Linked DNA regions of Mus musculus: all the other regions are linked to region 2. Evidence: chromatin contacts called from public Hi-C and HiChIP or PLAC-seq data. All regions are on one chromosome and are shown on one strand. Each heading gives the region's core, a stretch centred on a gene start, on an enhancer-like site or on the middle of the called end of the contact. The rest is flanking DNA. Distances are from core to core; before and after follow the strand shown.

Region 1 (3,476 bases), core at 387-2,886, 390 kb after region 2:
AGAGTTATTAGGGTCTTCTGCGTAGATAGAGAGGAAGGAAAGGGAAATATCAGTTGTGTTCTATGCTAAGATGTGTAGAAGTCAGGAACATATTTGGATAGGAAAAATTATTTTTAGCGTATGCTTAAGATAATTATTAAACAGCCAATGAAGCAGTGTGTGGCATGTTCAATGCACATCCAAAAGCATCCGATAGGCCTTTTTATGAAGGTTAGGAAAGTAAAAACATATTTTCCTGGGTTTTTCTTTTATTCCAGCTAGAGTCATGGGTGAAAATGTAGGGTCATACAGTCAGAGGCATTCATGGAGGAGGAGGTGAGCACTTGATGGTGGCAGTTTTATCACAGGAGGCTACAGGTTCTGCATACCCCAAAGCTACTGAGGGCTGAGGGCTGAAATTGCTTTAGATGATTCCAGAGGACTTCTTACTACAGCATTTTCATAATGAGTTTGGTTTCTCCTGAAAACATTATTCCTGGTTATATACCATCCAGACATGATTCCTGCCAGGAAACTGGCATAGTTTAAATTTGTCCCATACAAGATTCAGGTCTTGTCTTCAAAATGGTATTAAAAGATAGAGTTACTAAGAGGTAATTAGGCCATGAGGGCTTTTTTAAAATTAGAATTATGGTGTGTGTGTTTGTGTGTGTGTGTGTGTGTGTGTGTGTGTGTGTGTGTGTGTGTGTGTGTGTGTGTGTGTTTGTATATATGTGTGCCACAGTGTGAGTGCAATTGTTCGAGGACAACCTACAAGAATTCGATCTTTCTTTCCACCCTATGGGTCCTGGAAGTCTAACTTAGGTTATTAGAATTGATGGCCTTTATCTGCTGAGCCATCTTGCTGGCCCAATGAGGGTTCTTTCTTTACTAGCAGGACTATGTTTCTTGTAAAAGAGGCTTTCCAAAGTGATCAGTTCTCTTGCTATTTTTCCTTTTGCAATCTGATGACTCAGTAAGATAGACCTCTCCAGCCTTGCTTTTATGCTTCCAAGGCTATTCTTGCTTCTTTTGAAATTTCCCATTCTCAGCTATTCTGACAAAATGGTACAATTAGAACAAAGCTCCACCCAATATCTTATACACAATCTTGTCCTATTTGAATTAGCTTAGAAGATTCTGATATATTCAACTAAGTATCAAGATTAGTACAATGTTTTATAAATGTATTGTGAAAGGCCACACATATATGTGTCACAACCATCCATTCTTTTAGCAGTAATTGTAAAAACTCAATTTTAACTCAAAGGAAAAAAAAACCTCAATTCTAACACAAAAGAAGATAGTCCATTGAAGAAGATACACATTAAATAAACCCATTATAACTATATTTCTTGGCCAAAGGAAGACTTTTAAAATGCAAGGTTTCAGAAAATAGGGTCTATCCAATAAGAAATAATAGATTTGTTCATGAATACCAATAAATTGGGATTAGCATTCTGTTTTATATACTTTTTACTGCTATGATAAGGTACCATGTCCAAAGCACATTACAGAAGAGTTTGTTTGGGGCTACAGTTAGAGTCCATGATCATCATGATGGGGAACATGACAGCAGGCTGCAGACATGGCACTGGAGCAGTAGCTTAAGAGCTTGCATCTTAATTCACAAGGCAGAGAGAGCTATCTGGGAGTGGCATGAGTCTTTTGAAACCTTGAAGTCCAACCCTAGTGACACACTTCCTTCTTCCCCACTAACTGGGGATCACATAGTCAAATATATAAAATTATGAGGCCTATTCTTGTTTGAAGCATCACAGATACCCACCCTGATTAAGTATTTGGACTGTATGTCCTTTCTATTTCCCTTGGAACCAAAAGCCTCTGAGTGGGCTTGATTTATTGTTGTGGGAGAATAGAAGGTCTTAATTTGCTTGTTGATCCAAGAGGTACTGAAGGGAACTGGGTCTAGGATTAAGAGGCCATTGAAAGACCTTGACACTGGGGAGAAACCACAGCAGCCTGTCACAAGCCTAATGACTCATCTTTCATAGTATATTATGGATGGAAACTTAATCCTTCCTATTTGTAGGGTGAGTCAGCCACGGCAAATGCATTGTTTGATATTATATGAGCTATGGAAGACTGTCTTGGTGCTGTGCCAGTGTTTATGATTGCCACCTACATCACGGCTCACCCTAAAAGCACCTAAATTACCTGTACAGGTGGGGATTTTCTCTGGCCACAGAAGTTTGGCCACGTAGGATGGTTAAATATGCTGGGGCAGGAATTAGTAGATAAATAATGTATTGCATGGGTGGAGCAAATATGAGACATGTTTTTTACTGTGGCCCAAGGGATATCCCAGGGATTAAGCACCAATTGCCTGTAGCAGTAATCTGCTCATTACTTCTCTGTAATGCTCGTCTTCCTTTCTTTCCTCACTTCCTGTACCCTTACTGGTGCAACTTCCATGCAAATGGTTTATCTTTAAATTCTTGTCTCATGACTTGCTTCCGGATAAATGCAAAGCAAGACAATGATTAGCATTTATGCAGTACTTGCTGTTTGCTATACACTATTGTAAGCAATACCTTTATACCTTACTTGATCCCCATATCAGCCTTATAAAATAGGCAATATTATTATCCCTGTTTTATAAAGGAAGACCAGGAATTACAGAAAGTTTTAATGATCTGCCTGTGGCTACTTGCTAATAAATATGGGAGGCAGATTTTGACTACTAGGTAGTCTCACCTTGTCATCTGAGTATTTAACTCTATTCAATAGAAAGAATTATGCTGCCCATTAAGCTAGCCACCATCTACATGCCACTACTTACTTTTAGCTTCATTAACACCATAAAAAATAAAAATATTTAGCCCCTCAGTTACACTAGCAATGTGCTAAAGAGTGACATGTGACTGCTGGCTCCTGGATTGGATACAGAACACTTTTCTAGCTGAAGAAAGTTCTATTGGTAGCAGTTATAAAATGTGATCTTTTGCTCGTAGTTCGACTAATATCTTTGTTACTATCTAGGGCTCTTGATTGGGTTCATTTTCTCTTTCAGTTAAAGAATTAAAAGGCAGGAAGAATCTTGAGCTCAGCAAGTAGCAGAAGAGAAATCTTAAACACAGAAGACAGGAGCAGATGGAGTCAGCCACTGAAGAGAGAAAGGCTTTTAAGGTGGTGAAGAAACACATATAGAGTAGGCACAGAACAAAGACCCTCTAAGGAACAGAGGGGGATGTGCGAGCTGAAATTCAACCTCTTCTACAGGGCTCAGGAGTTTTTAGTCTTTGAAGTATCTTCTTCCCTTAATTTAGGAATGGTGAGTTTGAAGAAAGATAGAATGACTGATTGGCCCACAAGTGTTATGTGGGCATGTTCTGTCAGGTATTGAATTTGTGTCTATCCATCAGTAGGAGACCTACTTGTAGAGGAGGAAGAGGAGGAGGAGGAAGAGGAGGAGGAAGAGGAGGAGGAAGGGGAGGAGGAGGAGGAGGGAGGAGGAAGGAGCCTATCAGGTTGTT
Region 2 (3,783 bases), core at 1,253-3,752:
CTTAGTGCCTGGCTCCATTAGCACATTCTTCATAACATCTGTAACACAATCAGGAGAAATAAATGCTTCAAACAATTTGCTGCGTCTTAAAAGAGGAGATGGTAAATGCAGATGAGGAGCTCCTGCTCACCCTACCAGATGTTATTTTCATCCTCAGGGAGTAACAGAGGCTTTCTGGACTGGTTATTAGAAACCACATTCATTGCTGAAGAGGTGGCTCAACAGAAAAGAGAACTTGCTCTTGTAGAGGCCCAGGGGTTGTGCTCCCAGCCCTCTTTGGCCTCTGTGGATGCCAGGCACACATGTGGTACATACACACACATTCAGATAAAACCCTCATACACAAAAATAAATGAATCTTTAAAAAAATTTAAGAAGAAAGCAGAGGGCCTGGTTGAGTTGGTTTCTGTTGTAAGTCATCAATCTCTTGATGGTCGTATCTGGTCTGTCTTCCTTTGATTAAGTCAGAAGTTTTCCTGTCAAGTCATCAAAGCCTACTGGGGTGGGTGGGTGGGTGGGTGGGTGGGTGGTGGTGGTGGTGTTGAATTCCATGCTGTGCACTTGGCTGGAGGGAGCTAGTGAGCAGTGAAGCATTGTTTAATTACCTCAAAAGGCACATTCAGGCTTTTCTCCGTGTCTGTCTTGTGAGCTGTTACGTCTGGCTTGTGCCTGTTAAGTGTCTTTGGAAAAGCATCCAACAGCCTGCTTCACTGAGTGAGGTGGTTTTCCAGCTGAGCCATGTGTAAATTGATCCAATCATGCCCTGGCTTCTTTTTTATCTCAGCTCAGATTCCTTCTTTGCTATTTGTATTTTCAGGCAACTTCCTGGTGTCTGTTGGCAGGGTCAGACTTGCATTCCCAAGATTTTTAATTGGAACCTGGTAGAAGATCTGGCAAAAACTTTGGCCCTGATTCTCACTACCACAAATCGAATCGTGCGTTTATTTCTGAACCAGTTACAGTCTCCCTGATTGGACAGGCCTGGATCATGTGTCTACTACTGGCTGGATAGACTAGACCTTTCCACAAATGAAAATCAAGATGTAGTTACCAGGGAAGAAGGCAGTAGGGGCAGATAGGGATAGAATTAGATTTTGTAGAATTTGAAATTTAATAATTTTTTTGTTTCCAATAAGAATAATTTAAAGGTTTAAAAATAGCTATAAATATGGATTTTGTTTAGAATCAAAAAATAAATCATAACAAGTGATCAGAAGAATTGTGAAGATTTGGGTTATTTTCTCCTTAGATCTAGTTAGGCAGTTTCCCAGAAATGCTAGCATACTCACTCTTGGTGACTAAAATCTGTTTCTTTACCACACTTGAACATTTTATGACTCCAGGCATCCAGGCAAGGGAAGGAATCTAAGGCTGAAATTCTGTGCACTTCATAATAAATTCTCTTCTGAACAGAGTGATAATATTGGCAGGTGTTCACTGCTTGAGTGCAGATTCCTTGCTTTAAAGAGTGGAGATGTATATCCCAGCAAGTCTGTCCTGGCCACCACATCTGGGAAACTCAGGTAGGTGCTGGCAGTGTGTACGATTATCATTTTGTACTTTGTGGCGCTGGCCAAAGCCAGCTGGATTTTTGCTACACTGATTTTAACAGCTCTGCACTCACGTAATTCAGTGCCGTAAAAGGCCATGTTTTACTTGGCACTGATGCTCTAATAAACTTACAGGGACCGTTGGCCCCAGGAGCCAAATGTGCCTGTACCAGCACAGCTCCTGCTGTGTTCTAGCCTCCTCCTCTCTGTCACTTCTCCTTTTTCTCCTCCTGTTCCCTCTCCCTGTTCAGTCCTTTCCTCTTACTCCCTGATTGTTTTGACAGATCATTTGGTTCAGACAGTACATCACACATGAGGCCTAAATTATGAGTAAATTCCATTGACGTCAGGGCATTTGTACGCCCAGTGAATTTTGGCTCAGTTTTTGGCATCTCTAAGCTGTGTCCATTGCAGTCCCAGACAAGCACCTTCAGGGCAACGGAGGCATTCCAGATAGTAGTATTCAGCCACAAGTACTCCCCCAGCACATGGCCTCCCATCTGGACCAGCACTCAGCATGCCATAGGCCACTGTGGGCACATCCCTGCAGCTGCTGTTGACTCTTGGAAGGAGCACAGCAAACATACTGTGACTTATCAGGGGAAACCTGCAGATGATTAACTCCGGGTTCATTATAGGGTGCATTTCCACCCAAGTGGACTCTAGGCTGGGGGTAAAAGCCTGGTTAGCAGAGAGGGCAGAGATAGAAACCAGGAGTCTGACAGTGATTTTAAATGTATTCCCTAGCAAAGGAGATATAACAGTAGGAAAGAAAAACTGAATGTAGACACACATGGACTCAGTCCTCTGCTTTTACTTCTACCTGTGTAAACCTGACAGAGGCAGGTATCTGACCTTTTTTTTTTTTTTTTTTTTGTACAGTCTTATTTCTGGAAATAGCAGTCTCTTGCTGTGGTGACACTCGTCTCTTGGTCCACATGACCTTAGCTAGGGCTGTGTTCTCAACCTATAAGCCCTTTTACCCTACAGAAGCAGTGCCCAGAAGGGTCAATTCCAGGGACTGAGCATTTAGACACAGTGAACTGGGTTGAGAGTTTATGCTAGCCCATTACATTCCTTCCCTCCTTGAAAGTTCTCTCAGTTTCCATATTAGATAAAGTGCTGGAACTCCTTACCAACAGCAGAGTAAGGGAGAGAGGAGAAGAAAGCTGCCACAGCTGGGAGAAGTAGAGATAGACATCCAGAGTCAAAGCCATACTGAGCCTCTGACACATGCCACCACTGTCTAGATTTATGGAGACTGTAGGATGTGAGGTGATCATACACAGGTGGAGGTGGCACTCCAGGGACAACAAGACCTCATTAAGAACAAACCAAGACAAAGACTGTGCTATTCGAAAGGGTATATATATCCCTTATGCCTAAGATTGAAGATAGCAGCTTTTACCTTTTCTGGAAGGTTCAGGGCCATCAAAGTAAGCATCGACTTATGTGTGGCGTGTGATGATCTGGCTTGGATGGGCTCCTTCTTCCTCCCTCCTTCCTTTTCTTTCTTCCTTTGCCAAAGCCAGGAGCTTTGGAGGGACAGGTTTACCTTTTGGCTTCTGGGATCAGTGATCCCTTTAACTTTGTTGGGAGTACCAGTGACAAATAAAACATGGCCTTCCATGTCAGAGGGTACAACTGTCTTTCCTCCTTTCCTCTTCTCCCCGTCCTCTTGCTTCTAACTGTCCCATTCTGTACTTCCTCACTCCTGCCTATGTACCTAAGCACCATAGGGCAAGCCGCCAAGTAGGATGGATGACCTTGAGGCCCCTAGCCTCACAAGTCTCTTTCTGTCTTGTGTTTCCCTTCCCATGGTACTCCTGGTCTTCTGCATATTATGCTTTCTGCTGTTAACTGGGCTACTTCCTTTCGGATCTCACCATGATACAGCTCTTCTGTGACTGGCCTTTGGTCCTTTTCAAACTCTTTGCATCTGGGCACGGTTTCACCTTCAGTTGTCAACTGTATTGAGCTAAGCTGGGGTCTCATGACAAGGGAGCACATGCTGGTGTTTCTGGCTTCATTCAGGAGCCTCTAGGGTAAGACTTAATATAGATGGAGTAGGGAAAGGTTTATAGAAGTAACAGTATGGGGGTCAGTTCTTTGGAGCATCCGTTGTATCTTTTAAATGATTAACTGAATTACAGTTGCATTTCTGGAACTGTCACATTTTCAAACCCCTCAGCTCAGCTGATTGATCCCTGTCACCTTCTCCCCAGGCTTTACT
Region 3 (3,768 bases), core at 473-2,972, 450 kb after region 2:
ATGTGGCTGCTTCGGCTTCAGGTAGCTGGTGGTAGAGCTTTCCTAAGATGATCAAGTATGGCCATCTATGGTATGTGGCTACCTGGCTTTAACTTCTTATTCACCATGTGGCTGGTGAAAATTCTGGAGCCCCATCTGTCCTCCAGTCCCTTCATGTTTAAGATGGATATAATGACCATACATACCATGCAGGGTTGGTATAGGGCTAGGCAAATAAATACACGCAACATATCAGAGCTAAGTAAGAGACTACTATTTAACAAATGTCTGCTAATGCCAGGATTACTCTGTCTAGGTATTGTTAGAGAATTCTTCTGGGATCCTCTCTTCTGACCTTCTCCCCCATTAGTGGGTGACAGAATTTAAACCTGAAACAGTTGGTAAAGCCCTGGTAGGGAGGGTACAGTCTACTTGCTGCTGATCTGCCCATCCTGGCCCTGTGTGACATTAAATTGGGTTGTGAAACACCAGCACTTCTGGCAATGTGGTCCTGAGCTGCTCAGACAAAGCCTGTTCCAGGGCTGGAGAAGTGGTTGGGACAGTGAAGAGGAGGCCAGACTGCCCTAGCTTAATTCTGCTCTTGGCCATAACCGAACTTCAGTTTCTTTATCTGTGAACCGTGAACAATTTATACTTATATCAGCGGGGTTTTTTTTAAATATAAATTCTTTCTCTGTGTGTCTCTGTATCTCTTTCTCTGTGTGTCTGTCTATCTGTCTCACACACACACACACACACACACACACACACACACACACACACACACACACACACAGGATGCAAGGTAAAGCCTGCTGGCACACAGGAACTCTTCAATTGGTTATTTCCTTCAGATGAGGAATAGAATAAAAGGAATGGTCAGGTCAAATCTTGCTAGCCTTTATGTCTCTTTGGTTACACCCTGACCTTTCTTTTCCTTTCTGCAGCTTCCAGTGCTCTCAGAGGTTTTAAGGGGAAGCAGAAGTTAGATTGCATGAACATGGATATAGGAATCTAGCTTGCCTTATCCAGCAGGCACCTTGGGAACTCCAGGCATTCGGACTGGGCATAAGAGCTGTGAGCTGTGCAAGAGGTTAGAGTGTTGTATTTTTGATGGGGTAGTAATTCAGTCCAAGAGACAGAGAGGCGTGTTTGCTTTTGCATATTATTAACCTAGCATTGCAAAGCTAATTGAACGTACTGGGTGATAACTGGGCGTGGTGGTACATGCTTTTAATCCCAGCACTTGGGAGCCTGAGGCAGGTGGATCTCTGGGTTTGCGGCCAGCCTGGTCTACAGAGCGAGTTCCAGGACAGCCAGGATTACAAAAAGAAACTCTATCTTGAAATAGAAACACAAAAACTAAAACAGAAAGATAAGAAAATACTGGGAGATAACGAAACAAAGTGAAACAAAACACTGGGCCTGGACCCATCATGCATGTTCTAGGCTGTACTTTGCTCATAGAGAAAGCTAGTTCATGCTTACAGAATATTAGAAGTGTTTAGTTTGTTCAGTTGGATACTATATTGTTGGGAGACAGTAGCAGAGACTACTATTACTTGCCGCAGAGGCCTCTCTAGTGGTGAACTGCACTATAGTCCTCATAGCTGGATCAAGGGCTGGCCTTATCCACGCCCCCTCACCTCATTGGCTTACATACACAGGATGTTGCTGCTCCTGGAGCTTTCACCGTGGCTATGCAATCACTATTATCTCCATGAAGCAGCCTTTGAGGTGGCGGTCAAAGTTCAGGATAGATGTTGGGAAGCCCCGTGGAGGTCAGTGTTTGTGTGAGGGAGCATGCTTAAACAGGATCTCGATGCTGGCTCTGTGGTGGCAGCTCATCTCACCTCACAGGGAGCTTTGGAATCAGAGCGGGTTCATGGGTCGAGGTGACTAGGACTTTAGGTTCCACCTTGCTCTGTCACTGGAGAGTAATACAGACGCCAGTAGGCTGGGACCGCTCCGCTACTTCACAGCAGGCAAAGTGAAGTTCAGGGGAAAGAGTAAACTCAAAGCAAGGATTTTCAGAAGCCACCAGCCACTCTCTGACTGGAGTCTTTCCATTCTGACCAGCCAGGGAGATGTTCTGTCTTCCTTGTGTGTTCAGCATGTAAGAGCTCACTGCCCATGCTGCCTCAGTACAGCCCTGTGACCTCTTCTGTTTCAAGAGTGATGCCTGTTGAGAGAACCATGCTTTGCATCAGTTACTTCCTCATTACTGAGACAACAAACAAACAAACAACAATAAAAACCAGCTTAAAGAAGAAAGGGTTTATTTTGGGTCACAGTTTGAGGGTGCTGACCGTGGAAGGGGAAGACAGGTTAGCAGGAACATGAAGTAGTTGATCATATTGTGTCCATAGCTAGGAAGCAGATAGGACCAGAGCAGTGGTCTTCAACCTTGCAGTTCCAAGACCCTTTAATACAGTTCCTTGGGTTGTGCTCCCCCCCAACCATGATGTTATTTCCATTACTTCTTTGTAACTGTAATTTTGTTACTCTTATGAATTGTAATGTAAATCTGTGTTTTCAATGGTCTTTAACCCCTGTAGAATGGTAGTTTTGCCCTGGAAGGGCTGTGACCCACAGGTTGAGAACAAGTGAGATAAATAATGATACTCAGCTTGCTTTCTCTGTTTCCTTCAAACCCACAGGATACTACTGCTTATGTTTTTGGTGTGTCTTCCTAGATCAATCAATTCCATCTAGAAATTTGCCCATAGCCATGGGGAGAGGTTGGTCTCCTAGGACACTCTACCAGTGGTTCTCAACCTGTGGGTTGCAGTCCATCCATCTTGGGGTTGCCTATAAGATACTCTGCATATCAGATTCAAAACAGCAGAAAAATTACAGTTATGGAGTAGCAATAAAATAATGTAGCTGTTGGTGGTCCCCACAACACGAGGAACTGAATGTTACAGCGTGAGGAAGGTTGAGAACCAGACAAGCTGGCCAGCAGCAGTAACCATCCCATTCTAGGAAATCCATTTTGTCCAGCTTCTCTCTGAATAAAGGCAGTGATAGGAGGGGCTCTGAGGACATGCACAGATGGTTTCACAGCTAAAGACACCAGAATGTGATGTTTCCATCAGCTCAGTAACAAATCTTTCTGTAAAGAAAAAGACTGGAAACACAGATAAGTCTTTATCCCATGGGGAAACTGAGGCTTGAGAGGATGCCAGAGCATCCTCTGAGTAGAAGAACCAGGATGTTTTTAGTGCTGGTCAGACTCAAGCCAGTCTGTTTTTCCAGTTTTCTTGGGTCAATACATCACATACTCAGCCACGTAAGCAGTCCTGTGTTTATTGGCCTCCTGTGAAATTACTGTACACGTATTTATTGAATGTAAATCACAGACCTTGTATGGTACAGTGTAGCTGAGGACTAGTAATGACCTTGTTGGATATGGTCCCTGCCAACAAGAAACTCACACTCTATTCAGTGACTTCCCTTTCGTCTGATTGAGTTTGATTTGCAGCTCTTGGGACCTTTCACTGAGCATGAATCTCTTTGTTTTGAGAATTCTGTTTAACCAGAAGTTTGAGATGACCAAGGCTCGGGGTGTTCTGTACTAGTGATGAGTGGTCCTCTCTGGCTGTCCAGCTTACTATGGAGACCCGGTGGGGGCCACTGTAGGTCAGCCTGTCTCTGAGTCAGTAATGGCTTACATATGTGCACTCTGCTCTGTGGCTGCTGTTCTGCCGTTGAGGGTCGTTTTCTGTGACTGTGGTGAAGAGTGAAGACTGTAATTGTCAATGGGATAATTGTATGTTTTCCTGTTGT

Evidence for each region. Hi-C and Micro-C count contacts between places; a contact is called where the count stands out from the background. HiChIP or PLAC-seq counts read pairs in DNA pulled down with a chosen protein or histone mark.
Region 1: a FOXA1 HiChIP or PLAC-seq map of pancreatic cancer cells shows a contact between it and region 2. The contact joins two enhancer-like sites. A contact is called at or near these places in 4 of 39 promoter capture datasets (cranial neural crest, embryonic stem cells and stem cell-derived epiblast-like cells) and 1 of 115 datasets of contacts at active chromatin or transcription factors (pancreatic cancer cells).
Region 3: a Hi-C map of liver shows a contact between it and region 2, with 2.5 times the contacts expected there. The contact joins two enhancer-like sites. A contact is called at or near these places in 1 of 484 Hi-C or Micro-C datasets (liver) and 1 of 9 other capture datasets (adipose tissue).

The regions. Positions count from the first base shown.
Region 1 is chr7:114,708,670-114,712,145 of GRCm38.p6, forward strand. No RefSeq gene overlaps it. Among named protein-coding and RNA genes, the nearest start is that of Calcb, 8.2 kb to the right of the region's middle. Within about 2 kb of position 1,637, at least 23 of the 459 cell types and tissues checked have an H3K27ac peak or open chromatin away from gene starts, as enhancers often do. A contact at or near this core is called in pancreatic cancer cells, where this site is marked.
Region 2 is chr7:114,321,214-114,324,996 of GRCm38.p6, forward strand. It overlaps 4933406I18Rik (RIKEN cDNA 4933406I18 gene), which reads right to left. Exons shown (of 4, transcript NR_029437.1): 2 at 1-38. Among named protein-coding and RNA genes, the nearest start is that of Psma1, 47 kb to the left of the region's middle. Within about 2 kb of position 2,503, at least 80 of the 459 cell types and tissues checked have an H3K27ac peak or open chromatin away from gene starts, as enhancers often do. A contact at or near this core is called in liver and pancreatic cancer cells, where this site is marked.
Region 3 is chr7:114,770,334-114,774,101 of GRCm38.p6, forward strand. All of the region lies in intron 2 of Insc (INSC spindle orientation adaptor protein), which reads left to right. Among named protein-coding and RNA genes, the nearest start is that of Insc, 26 kb to the left of the region's middle. Within about 2 kb of position 1,723, at least 6 of the 459 cell types and tissues checked have an H3K27ac peak or open chromatin away from gene starts, as enhancers often do. A contact at or near this core is called in liver, where this site is marked.